2 separate regions of the Anas platyrhynchos genome follow, and region 2 is linked to region 1. Evidence: chromatin contacts called from public Hi-C data. All regions are on one chromosome and are shown on one strand. The core of a region is the stretch at or near the end of the contact, and the rest is flanking DNA. Distances in the headings are between cores, read along the strand shown.

Region 1 (5,491 bases), core at 2,616-5,115:
CACCAAATCGAAAGAGCCATAGGACTGGAAAAGTGCTACACAAACAGAAGATGAGGCACTGGAGAGCAAAACCAACCAGTATGAAGAAATCGAGGAAGAAAAAATGACATAAAAAAAAAAAAGACACCCATGTTATGTTCCTAGTGATGGAATGGGAGCAGCCATACACGTTCTTCGCCCTGTGACAGCCATCTCAAGAGCTTTTGGATAGACTGGAAACAGTCTCCCAGTGAGACACAGCCTTTGATGCCATTACAAACAGATATTTTCAATAGCTCTTTTATCAGATTCAAAGTGGGAGAAATTGATGCCATATGGAGATTCACATGAATACATGCCTAATCACTTATTTGTGCCCAAACAAACTTTTTCTCTACAGGAACATATGAGTAGCCCATTGATGTGGGGATAACTATTCTGGCAGCTATCAGGTACTCCTGTTATGAAGTGGAAAAGAGGCAGCTGGTGCTCTGATTATACCCACGATAGAAGTTTGATTCACACATAAGCCCGTCAAGGTCCAGCTGAGCCTAAACGATATGCTGAGCTTGCTCCAGTAGCCAAAACGAACCAGCTCGAATAGCCAAAGTCAAGCTGTGTAATGATGTAGGTTGTGTGCAAACACGCAGCCACCTCTGAGTCCCTGAACCAGGTGGCCACTTACAGCTATCCTTTTCTGGAAATGACTTCTGGCACATGTTGGGGGGTAAGGGGGATGTAAACACAGGTTCCAGAAATTTTACTTGATGTGTCTCCACCCACTCATGTGGGTTTTACACTTGCACGGCCATATAGCTTGGTTCATCTTCCGTGTGATCAGACTTGAGACTGTCACAGGGGTCAGGTTCTTCTAGTGAGGTCTGTCAGCTTCTCCCTAAACTTGACTTGAAGGCTGAGGTTAGTAAATAGGTAATGAACAGGGAGAGGATGCAGCAAGTAGATGTGTCTTTGGAAGCAGTTCTGGGGAGACCCTGGACAACTGGGCCTGGTGAAGGCTGAAACAAGAGAGGTGTGTGTCAGTTTAGTCTACTGGTTTCTCCCACGATGGAGCTGGCATGGATGCTGAGAGCATGTCACAGTGCTCCTCTAGGCCAGGGCAGGTCAAAAGTCAGCAGGTTGACAGAGATTCTGACTGACCCCACAACTGCTGAGCTCCTTTGTGCTGGAAGAGCCTTGTTCCAGCAGCCACTTCAGTCCTCTCTCTCAGAATCTGTTCAATATTTAGTGTTTTCCTTAAATTTAGAACAGCTAATTTATTACCTCGCAAGAATTTTGTCTTTTGTTTAGAACCACACGGCCTTCATGTAAGCAGAAGAAAGCTTAACGATGCAAACACTAAAAGCTTTAAACAATTATTTTGTCAGCCTTCTTCAACTGGGCAGTATTGACAGCGACAACATCCAACAGTGAAACACCCGTGCAAGTGAGGTGCTGCCTAAGATTAAGTTGCCCATCTGTACAACATGAGTGCTCTTTTTGAAGAGAGTCATTTTGGGGAACACGGTGGGTGAAGGAAAGAATTTGTAGCTCCGGAGGCACCAGAAGAGTGTGACCTAGCTCGCTTTCTGAGACGGGAACATCTGCAAAGGAAGCCTGTGTAGACTACCTGCTGTCCAACAAGCTGCAAACTCATGCACACTGCACTTCAAGACTCTCTCTTCTTGCTTCCTCCTTTTGCTTGCAGAAACTCAGATGAATTCTCTATTCCCCTTGTAAACTTGCCTAGACTAATGATATAATGCTTTTTTTTTTCAGTAAGAAAACAGGCTTCGAGATCCCCAGCTGGTTTCTGAACAGGAAACAAACAAATCTGAGCTGCTGTCTCCCCCCAGTGTCAGCATATTTTCTTGTTCAAGGCTGCCACTGTGGCACATACAATGTCCACAGGTAAAGAAACCTGCTGTAACCTACCCAATGAAAGGAAACACAGGTACGTTCTCCTTGGTTGGCCTTCATAGCATTGGTCAAGTCTCTGTCCACATATACTAGAGAAGAAAAAATGGTTCAGATTTGGGAACAGATAAGATCTCTTCTAATTTTTGAACCTCCAGGATATCAGCCTGCTATGAGACCAGACCCATTACAAGCACTAGGGGTTGCCTAGACTGTATTGCTACTATGAAGGAAAAAAAGAATAAAATCCAGGTTGAAACCAGACCTGAAGCCTTAAACACACAAACAGGTTTTCAGATATGGCTGTGGATGCAAAGAGGTCATGATGTGGAGCACTTCTGAGGAGACTCCTCATAACTGCTTTTTTGTCCATGTTCAATCCAGGAACAAAAAAGGGGCTCCTTGTGTTAATTCCAGTCCTGCACGTGTTTAGCATGCTATGTTCCCCCAGATTTTAATACCAGTCTTCAGCTCAATTGTTTTGATGCTAAATGACTTGCTTTAAAGGGAGATTGTGTGCCTTTGGTTCTGCTTATAGGGTAGCTGTATTGAAGAGGAGAATAGCTCTGCTTTCAGTTAAAATATACAAACAAACTACACAGCATTCTTACTATTGGACTAGAAAAATCTACTCCTGGTTGAGATTCCAAAAAAATCTAGTGAGGCCAATATTCAAAGGCAAACGATGACTGCACGGAGCCAACATGCTGCTTGCTTTTGAGGCTGGAAGACACTACACAACCCTGACAATTTCCTCTTAAGGTTTGGGCATGTGGTTTAGCTAAACTTCTTGGTGTGTTTCCTTCAACAATTTCCCTCAAAGCTGTTTAATGGAAGTGGTTAGAAGAGTCTGTCCTCACTAAACACCGCAGAGCCATTTAATTAAATTACCACTCAGTCCCATGTTTGCATACATAGACGACTGCTGAGACAGTGGAAGAAAACAGCTGATTTACAATGGTACTGAAAATTCTCCTGCCAGGCAGTCCTGACACTGCCCTAGGAAAGATACTGCTCTATCTATCCCAGGAACAGGTTTCTGCAATGCTTGCATTCCCTGGTCACCAAGGCTACTGCATGAACAGTGAGATTTTAAAAATCCCTGCAGCTGATGGTGAGTAACGCAAGCACACCAAGAGCTGCCTGAGCACCAGTCGTGCCAGCTGCACACGCAGTCAGATAACGCTTGTGAAAAGGGCACTGCAGCAGAGCATCCTTGCGTGACCACACCAGGCACCTCAGCCTGCAGCCACAGGGAGAGGGCAGGAGCGAGCTGTACCAGAGGCCTCCCATGTCCTGCTGGGGTCCCAAGGCTTCTCCAAGGGCCCTCCACCTCTGCTCTCCCCTCCTCTTCACTCTACACTGTCAGATTTCAGCATCATCTTCGCTTCCACAAGATACAAGGATCTGGAAAGTGCTTTATAATGGAAACGTGAAGGCAAACATATCTGTTGCCATTGCTACACATGCCTAAAACTTTATTTCTGTGCAAAAAAAAAACTATTCTGTTGATTAACTTACCATGACCAAGTTAGCTTACCCTCCAAGATTTGGTGTTATTGAACATGCAGGAATGGCTAGTAATGGCAATAAAAAAACTGTCTCTATTTCCTAGGCCAAGTAACAAATAGTAAGCCATACACAGTCTTCAGACACTATACAAAGCGAAATAATACAAGACACCTCCTATCATTAAACTTCACCAAAGGTTTTCATATTGACATTGTGATTTGCGTTATCCTAAGGTAAATCCCAGGTATGGAAAGTGGTTTGAAAAAGACCTGCCCTGAAAATCGGCTGTATTGGATTTGTTCATCCAGATTTAATAAAAGGCCCGCAAGTCCAAGATTTACACTCCTGCAGGAAGCAGTTGGTCTGCAGAAGCTGCACAGAAACATCCCCAATTCCTTCTGCCTTTCCGTGTACCCTGCACACATCCATGATGCACTCAGTGTTATCTCTTCAAAACCAGCCTCCTGCTTTCAGCTAATCTTTAAAAACTTCCTCCCCTGCAGCTCCAGTGTAGCATTTGAGTAAGCAATAACCAAGGCCATTACTTTTTTTTTTTTTTTACAAAGTTTTTTATTGCATAAATAGAGGCTTAGATATTTTGCTGTACGTATAAAAAGTTGAGATACAGTTTAAGTGAATGTTACTCTTGAGGGTTTTATTCCTTTGACACATCCTTCATCTACGGAAAGCCTTCGTTCTCCCAGGAAAGGAATCCGAGCAAGCTGCCAAGTGTCAGAAAATCTGCAGGGTGGGGAAACAGCAGTGAGAACAGCAGGCATGATATGCTAGCAGCACATGGGCTAAATCTGCCTGCCCACGTGGCACGCTGCAATCGGAGCTAATCACAGCTCCACAGTGCTGACACGGGAGAACATTTTTAGGGCAGGAGCATTCACCCCTTCCCACAGACCCATTATAGAACGACACACTGACTGTCCTAGAGACAGCAGAATTTAGGAAAGACTGGGCCTCTGCTGGGCCATTCTGGGTGACCAAGAAGATTTTGGTCAGGGATGCTTTAATGCCAGTCATTCAACAAGGTCAACGACACACACCAGACCCACAGGCCTTGCGGAATGAGCTCCTTACCCTGGTGCAGCAATCCTTTGGGCTATGGGCTCTGCCAGGCAGAACTCTCTGCAGCCCAGGGCTGCACACAGAGCACAAAAAGGTCTCCTCATGAAAAGCAGCAGGCCTGCTCGTTCACAGGGCAGCGTGCCCTTGTGCCCATCTCCCATTTGTTTATTACTAAAACTTCATATAACTTACACTGTCCGACTTACTCAGCCTAAGCTGAAAGTAAAACGTTCTCACATTTTTCTGTGGCTAGCTAAACTGATTTTAAGAAAGAATTTAAAATGGCAAGTGTGCCCAGACACGAGTCCTCAGTATGATGTAAACAGGGGACTGAAAAACACCTTTGTATTTGTTGGTTTTTGCTATGTGAGTGAACCGCTCTGTTCCCATGGTTATTTCCAGGCCCCATTTCTAGTCACAATTTCCACTCCCCGTTGCATGAAATAAGACAGTGATAGGTTTGAAATCAAAACTAGTAAACATTTCTAAAAACTGAAACTCTCTTCATATGTCAGGTGATGACCTCAAAAAGGGAAATTAAGTTTTCTAGCTTAGTAAAGAGTAACATTATATCAAACTCCCACTGAGTTTACAAAGGGCAGGCAGGAATAGAATTCCCATTTTGCTTCAGAACAGAGAAATGTGAAATGAATTGATACAAAAGTCACATATCAAGCAAGCCTGGGAACATAATCTCAGAACTAAACCACACTCATTTTGCTAATGGATTTGATCCAATCAGGCAATGATTGCTTAAACTTTCAAAATAGTGGGAAGGAATCCAACATGGGGATTGAAAATCCCAAACTTTAGAAATGTAGCTATGTCCATTTAGCATTTTATGCAGAAGGATGTCCATTTTTCACAGTGAAGTATGGATGATGGGTCTTACATTGTATAACCTGCAGCATTTCTGTTACCTTGAGAAGCTTCGTGGCATGAGATTTGGCCCTTTAGGCTGAACCATCAACAATTTGTCATGTATTCAACTCACACGGAATGGCTGACT
Region 2 (5,110 bases), core at 1,811-4,310, 55 kb before region 1:
TGTTTCCATATTTATTTTCTTGAGTGCCCCAGACCCTCACTGCTTTAGTTAAAGGTTTTACCAAAAGGGGCTTACTGAGCTACTGCAGAAATCTGGAGAAAGAAACAGAAAATTTCTGTCTTTTCTTTTAGTGCTACCTAGAGTTATGTCTCTCCCCTAAAGTGCCAAAGATGAGAACTCACTGAATATTTGTAGCTACTCCAGTATAGGAATACTGGAGAGGAAAATCTGTCCTTAAGTGTGATTCAGGTAGACATCACCATTATTTCACTTGAATTTCCTTTAAGGGAGTGTGTTGAGGTGTCAAGGGATGCCGCTAGATCCACGCCTGTTCTGGAGCTCCTCTTTGAGTTCTCTGTCTCTGTGCATTGAAGTGGTTCAAAGTTTATCCCATGGCCTCTGCTAAAATCCTTTTGCTGCTTTCCTCTCTCCCTTACACTATAAGCTTGTGTCCCCTGATTCTTAAGATATTTTAAACTTATTATTTAGTAGTTCTTCTAAAGCTATAAAATGCATCCTTCAAATCCTAAAAAGCTTAAATTGATTTGGTGAAATCACCTTCATGTTGTTTCCTTACAGCGTCCATCTCGACAGGAAAATTCAGTGAAATAGTAAGCTATCAGAATTATTTTCAAACAATTTTTGTTGTTGTTGTTTGAAAAATTATTGAAATTCAATATTTAGGATAGCAGAGTTGTTTTTAAATGGGGCATTCACTAGGGATCTCTTGGAAAATAAGGAATTTATCTTGTATATTCTCTAAAAAGAGGTTCTGAATCTGTTTTAGTTTAATTTCCAAGATGCGTTTTTTTGGGTTGCTTTTTTCTCCCCTTTCCTCTATTCCTTTCTTTTCCGTTCACTTTTTTGCATGCTGTGTGATTTCAGTAAGAACTTGGATCCTAACTTGCATGTAGTTCTCAACAGAATTTTGCATATGCATTTGGGGGAGGGTGGAGTAGGGAGAAACTTGTATGATTAGAGCCTGATTAGAGCCTTAAAGCGTAATCAAGTTGTAGTTTAGTTTAGATGAATTGAAAGAGGTACGTGGAGGTGCCCAATAGGTGGAGCTAAACATCAAGCAATGCCATTGCGTACTACTGGATAAAATTAAACTAAAAACTCAACCTCCAGAAAAGGCCCCCACCATGGCAGCAGATGTGGAAAAGAAGTAACTTCATTACTGGGCTGTGAAAGTACACTGCTCCTTATCTCTGATCCCTTTGGGATGTTGCTTGAAATGTTTCTGTGGTGTAGAAAAAATCTTGTAGTGAAATACTTTTAAAGATAAAAGTGGTAAATTGCAGTGTGGCACACCTGGTTCCCTGGTGACTTCATTGATACCACTCATGACAAATAGTTCACACAGGCAAAGTGTTTAAATTAGACTCCTAAGAAACCCTAATCCTAAGCAATCAGGTGAGAGCAGGTTACCTACTGGAAGTTAGCTAGCCATTAGTTCAGCTTGTTAGAAGGCTGCGGGGGTGCAGCACAGGTTTTGAAGGGATTCATATCATTTATGCACTTTGTGTTTTTTAGAGATTATACAGCATCGAGTGTGCATGCCAAGGATGCTATATATCGTGGCAAGGTTGCTTCCAGCACTTGAGTAGCTTTGTGCATCTCTGCACGTGTATCTCTGTATGCAAGTAAGCATGCGGACCATAAAATGGGATTAATCCAGGTGATGAAGCATTTTGTATGTTGGCTGTTCATGCTGTGGTGTCGCAGTTCCTGTGGAGAGAAGCTTGTCCCTACGGGGAAAAAGAGCAGAAGTAATTACTGCAATGCACACTGCAAGAAAAACAAGTTGTAAAAGGCTAGCGTGCATTGCAGGCTTGCAGAGATGGTTAAAGCTTCTAGCTTTAAAGATTTCTTTGCATTAAGACTTTTCAAACTAGTGTTAATCCAATTCCCCTATTTAAGTGAGCCATCTCAAAGGAATTGTAACCAGCAGTGAAGCTGTGTGTTAAAAGTGGGGTGTGATTTTATGCTAGAGGATAGAAACAGCCTGGGATGTAGTTCTGAAGGGGTTGCTTTATCATTCTCCCTGCTGGCTGCCCTGGCTGAGCTTTGTGCCATGTAAATGAGTAAAAATTGCTAGTGTTACCTACTGCTAGTTGTGTTTAAGTTATTGTAACAAAAAACTCCAAAGGATTTTTGTCAACTTTTCTTAATACTGCTTGCTTTGAACAGGCACAAAGAACACATACGTGTGTCCAGTCAGTTTTCACTGTGAAAGATGAAGTTCAAATACTAGTTTATATATATCAAATGTTGCTAATTCACAGGTTGTATTTAATTTAGCTCATTCAAAAGCATTTCTTAATGTGAGTTACAGCCAGACTAATGCAAAAAGCAGCAGTTACACTAGGTGTTTTTAACAGCAATGTGGATTTTTTGGCTTTTCCCAGTATTGGAGTTGAATGGTGTTGGGTTGTTATAAGTAAACTAATGATCAATGTATTGATTTTTATGAAAGCTGCAAAAATACCTGACTTGGCATAAAAGACAGATGTGTACCCTAACCCTTTATACCTCTTGTTTTTCCCCTCCTAAGATTTTGCCCATACTGTAATGAGGAGTTTGGTAACGCCAGCCTGGCGTGGCTTGAAGCAGCAAGAAGTGACTGAAATGGTTCAGGTGCTGAAGTACCTCTGGGTAGAAAGCCAGGGTGTTTACCACTGGTTTGGTTGTTGTCCCCTGCTCAGTGAGGACAAACAGATCAACAGTCAGCTGGCACTTCACCAGTGAAAATCTGTGGAGGCAGCTTGTTTATTCCTCTAGAAAGTGACAGATCTTTCAGTGGTTTTGGTGTCTTCTCGATATCCTCGGATATCCCACGTCCTGTTCAAATGTTCCTAAAAATGCTGTTTCTGATCTTTTCAGGGTTGCAGAAGCTGCCAGACGGTGAACTAAATGCTGCGTGGAATTTTTTGTTCAGCTACATAATTACTTCTCAAACTTACCTTTTAAATGATTTGTGTGTACTTCGTACCTCATTCAAAGAAAGGAGAGCATGCAATGAGAATATGCATGCCAGCATATCTCTTGTGAGAGGGAATTACAGCATCTTCCTTGTTCTGATGCTGAAGGTCAAACCGATTGCATGTCGTAACACGCACTATTCTGGCTGAAGGCAAATGGCCTTGTTTGTGTCGAAGGACACTTGGAAGGAGTTCTATTTTTGTAAAGGAAAAAAAGTGCTGCAGGGAAAAGTCTTGCCTGTGATTGCTTTTCCATTCTGCATAAGGTGGCTCTTTCTGAAACAAGGTAGCTGCCCATGCTGTCTTAAGAAGCATATCTAAGTGCATCTTAGATAGATTGGAGTTAGGCTTGTATTTCCTCAGCCATACAAAGAAGTTCATTTAAAGAGATGAAAAAGGTTTTCAAGAAGAGTTTTTGCGTGCTGCAGTCCATTCTTCCACATGTTATTTTTCCATGAGATTTCCTATTTTGAGATTTTAGGAGGAACAGGTGGTGGTCAGACTGAGACGGAGGGAAGAGAGGGAGCATAATGTGGTAGGAAAAGTTGGAGGGAGGACCTAAAGAAATACTAGGAGCAGGCGAGCTGATTTCAATAGCTGTCAGTAGTGTCTGCTGCTGTTTCCCTGCAGTGTTTGAGATGGTTTTATCATATGTGACCTGATCCAAGGCACTGCAAGGCACTGTGTGGGGAGAGGAGAGAGCAGGGCTGGTGCAGTGTCCCTTTGTCTAGTCTGGTTCCTCGATGAGTGGCCAAGTGTCTCAGGTTATGTGCTGGCATCTGTCACTCACTTCTGCCTGTGTCCCAGGCAGGATGGCCAGCAGCAACCGCAGCTGTTTTTCTTGGTCGTGAGAGGCTCACCTCAGCCCAGAGTGTGAGGCAGCCAGAGGCCTACCCTGGCTAGTGCCAAGCCTGCATGGAGTCATGGGGGAAACGAGAGGCGAAGGAGACTCCTGAGGCTGAACTGGGAGTCTGGGTATGGGAAGGAAGGGAGACAGGGAACCAGAGTTTGACCTGGATATCAGAGCAGGCTCAGCTCAGATTTCGTCTCCCTACACTCCTCAATGCCCTCACGTATGTCTCCTCGCTGTGGAGGCAGCAGTCCTCCAGGTTCTTTGTACCCACCTGCAGTACGGAGACTGCCACGCTGGTCCTCCTTGCAAGAGCTCCAATTCCAGCAGCTGGCCCTTCCTGGCACAAGAGCACATCTCCCAAAACATGCTCCACAGCACCAGGTTCCTCATGCAACGCCAAGTGCCTCCCAGCTTCCGACCTTCCTCCTTGTCTCAGAGGTTTGCAGCGAGGAAGCCTCTACTTCCTCATGCTCCAGTGGCACACGTGCAATCCACTGACCTCGCTTCACCACCTGAACGTGAACTAAGTGGACAGATCAAGTGACCTTACCAGTCGTGGTGCTGATCAGGGTCTATCCCTCAAGGTTCAGCCAAGCACAGCCATGGTATATTAAAAAGTACAAGCATGGGTAATTTCTTCACCTATTTTTAGTTTTAAGGACTCCGTTGTTTTCTGGGAATTTTTGTTTTAAGAAGACAATTCAGTCCGATAGCTGGTACATACATGTATGTTCTGTTGTCGTGTGCATGTTCTACAGTGTAAAGCTGAGCTTATCCAAAGGACCAGGTCAGAGGATGTTGCCACATCTGAGGAAGCGTGCTCAGATGCAGCTTGCTCACAAAGGGCAGGGGAATGCTAACCAAGCTGTGCTGCAGGACTAGTAGAAAGAGCGAGGGCTTTTACCACCTCAGATCCCATAAGGAAAAGTGAGATGAAAAATCTACAGTCTCATGAAAATAACGTGATTTATGCTGCTTGAAATCTTCAAGAAGGGAGAAGGGACTTGTATCAGACAGCAAGGTCTTGGATTCGTTTGGGTGACTCCCAGCAAGGTACTTGGTTTGAAGTCTCAGCTGTACAATACAATACCCCAAGCAATTTGATGTGTTACCATGAGTTTTCGAGGTACCTTCAGCTCTGTCTACTCTCTCCTTCCAGGGTAACATTACAGAATGGAAACTTTGACACAACCTTAATTACAGGCTAGTGCTGCTGTAATATAGCTCCTGTAGGTAGGTCAAAAAGCTTCCCGAGTGTAGCGCGGTGTCCTGG

Evidence for each region. Hi-C and Micro-C count contacts between places; a contact is called where the count stands out from the background.
Region 2: a Hi-C map of subcutaneous adipose tissue shows a contact between it and region 1, with 2.2 times the contacts expected there. The contact joins two enhancer-like sites. A contact is called at or near these places in 2 of 8 Hi-C or Micro-C datasets (liver and subcutaneous adipose tissue).

What each region holds. Positions count from the first base shown.
Region 1 is chr1:111,313,290-111,318,780 of IASCAAS_PekinDuck_T2T, reverse strand. It overlaps SMIM11 (small integral membrane protein 11), which reads right to left. Exons shown (of 5, transcript XM_027449146.3): 5 at 3,951-4,146. Among named protein-coding and RNA genes, the nearest start is that of C1H21orf140, 7.2 kb to the left of the region's middle. Within about 2 kb of position 3,865, at least 5 of the 8 cell types and tissues checked have an H3K27ac peak or open chromatin away from gene starts, as enhancers often do.
Region 2 is chr1:111,367,756-111,372,865 of IASCAAS_PekinDuck_T2T, reverse strand. No RefSeq gene overlaps it. Among named protein-coding and RNA genes, the nearest start is that of KCNE1, 9.7 kb to the right of the region's middle. Within about 2 kb of position 3,060, at least 3 of the 8 cell types and tissues checked have an H3K27ac peak or open chromatin away from gene starts, as enhancers often do.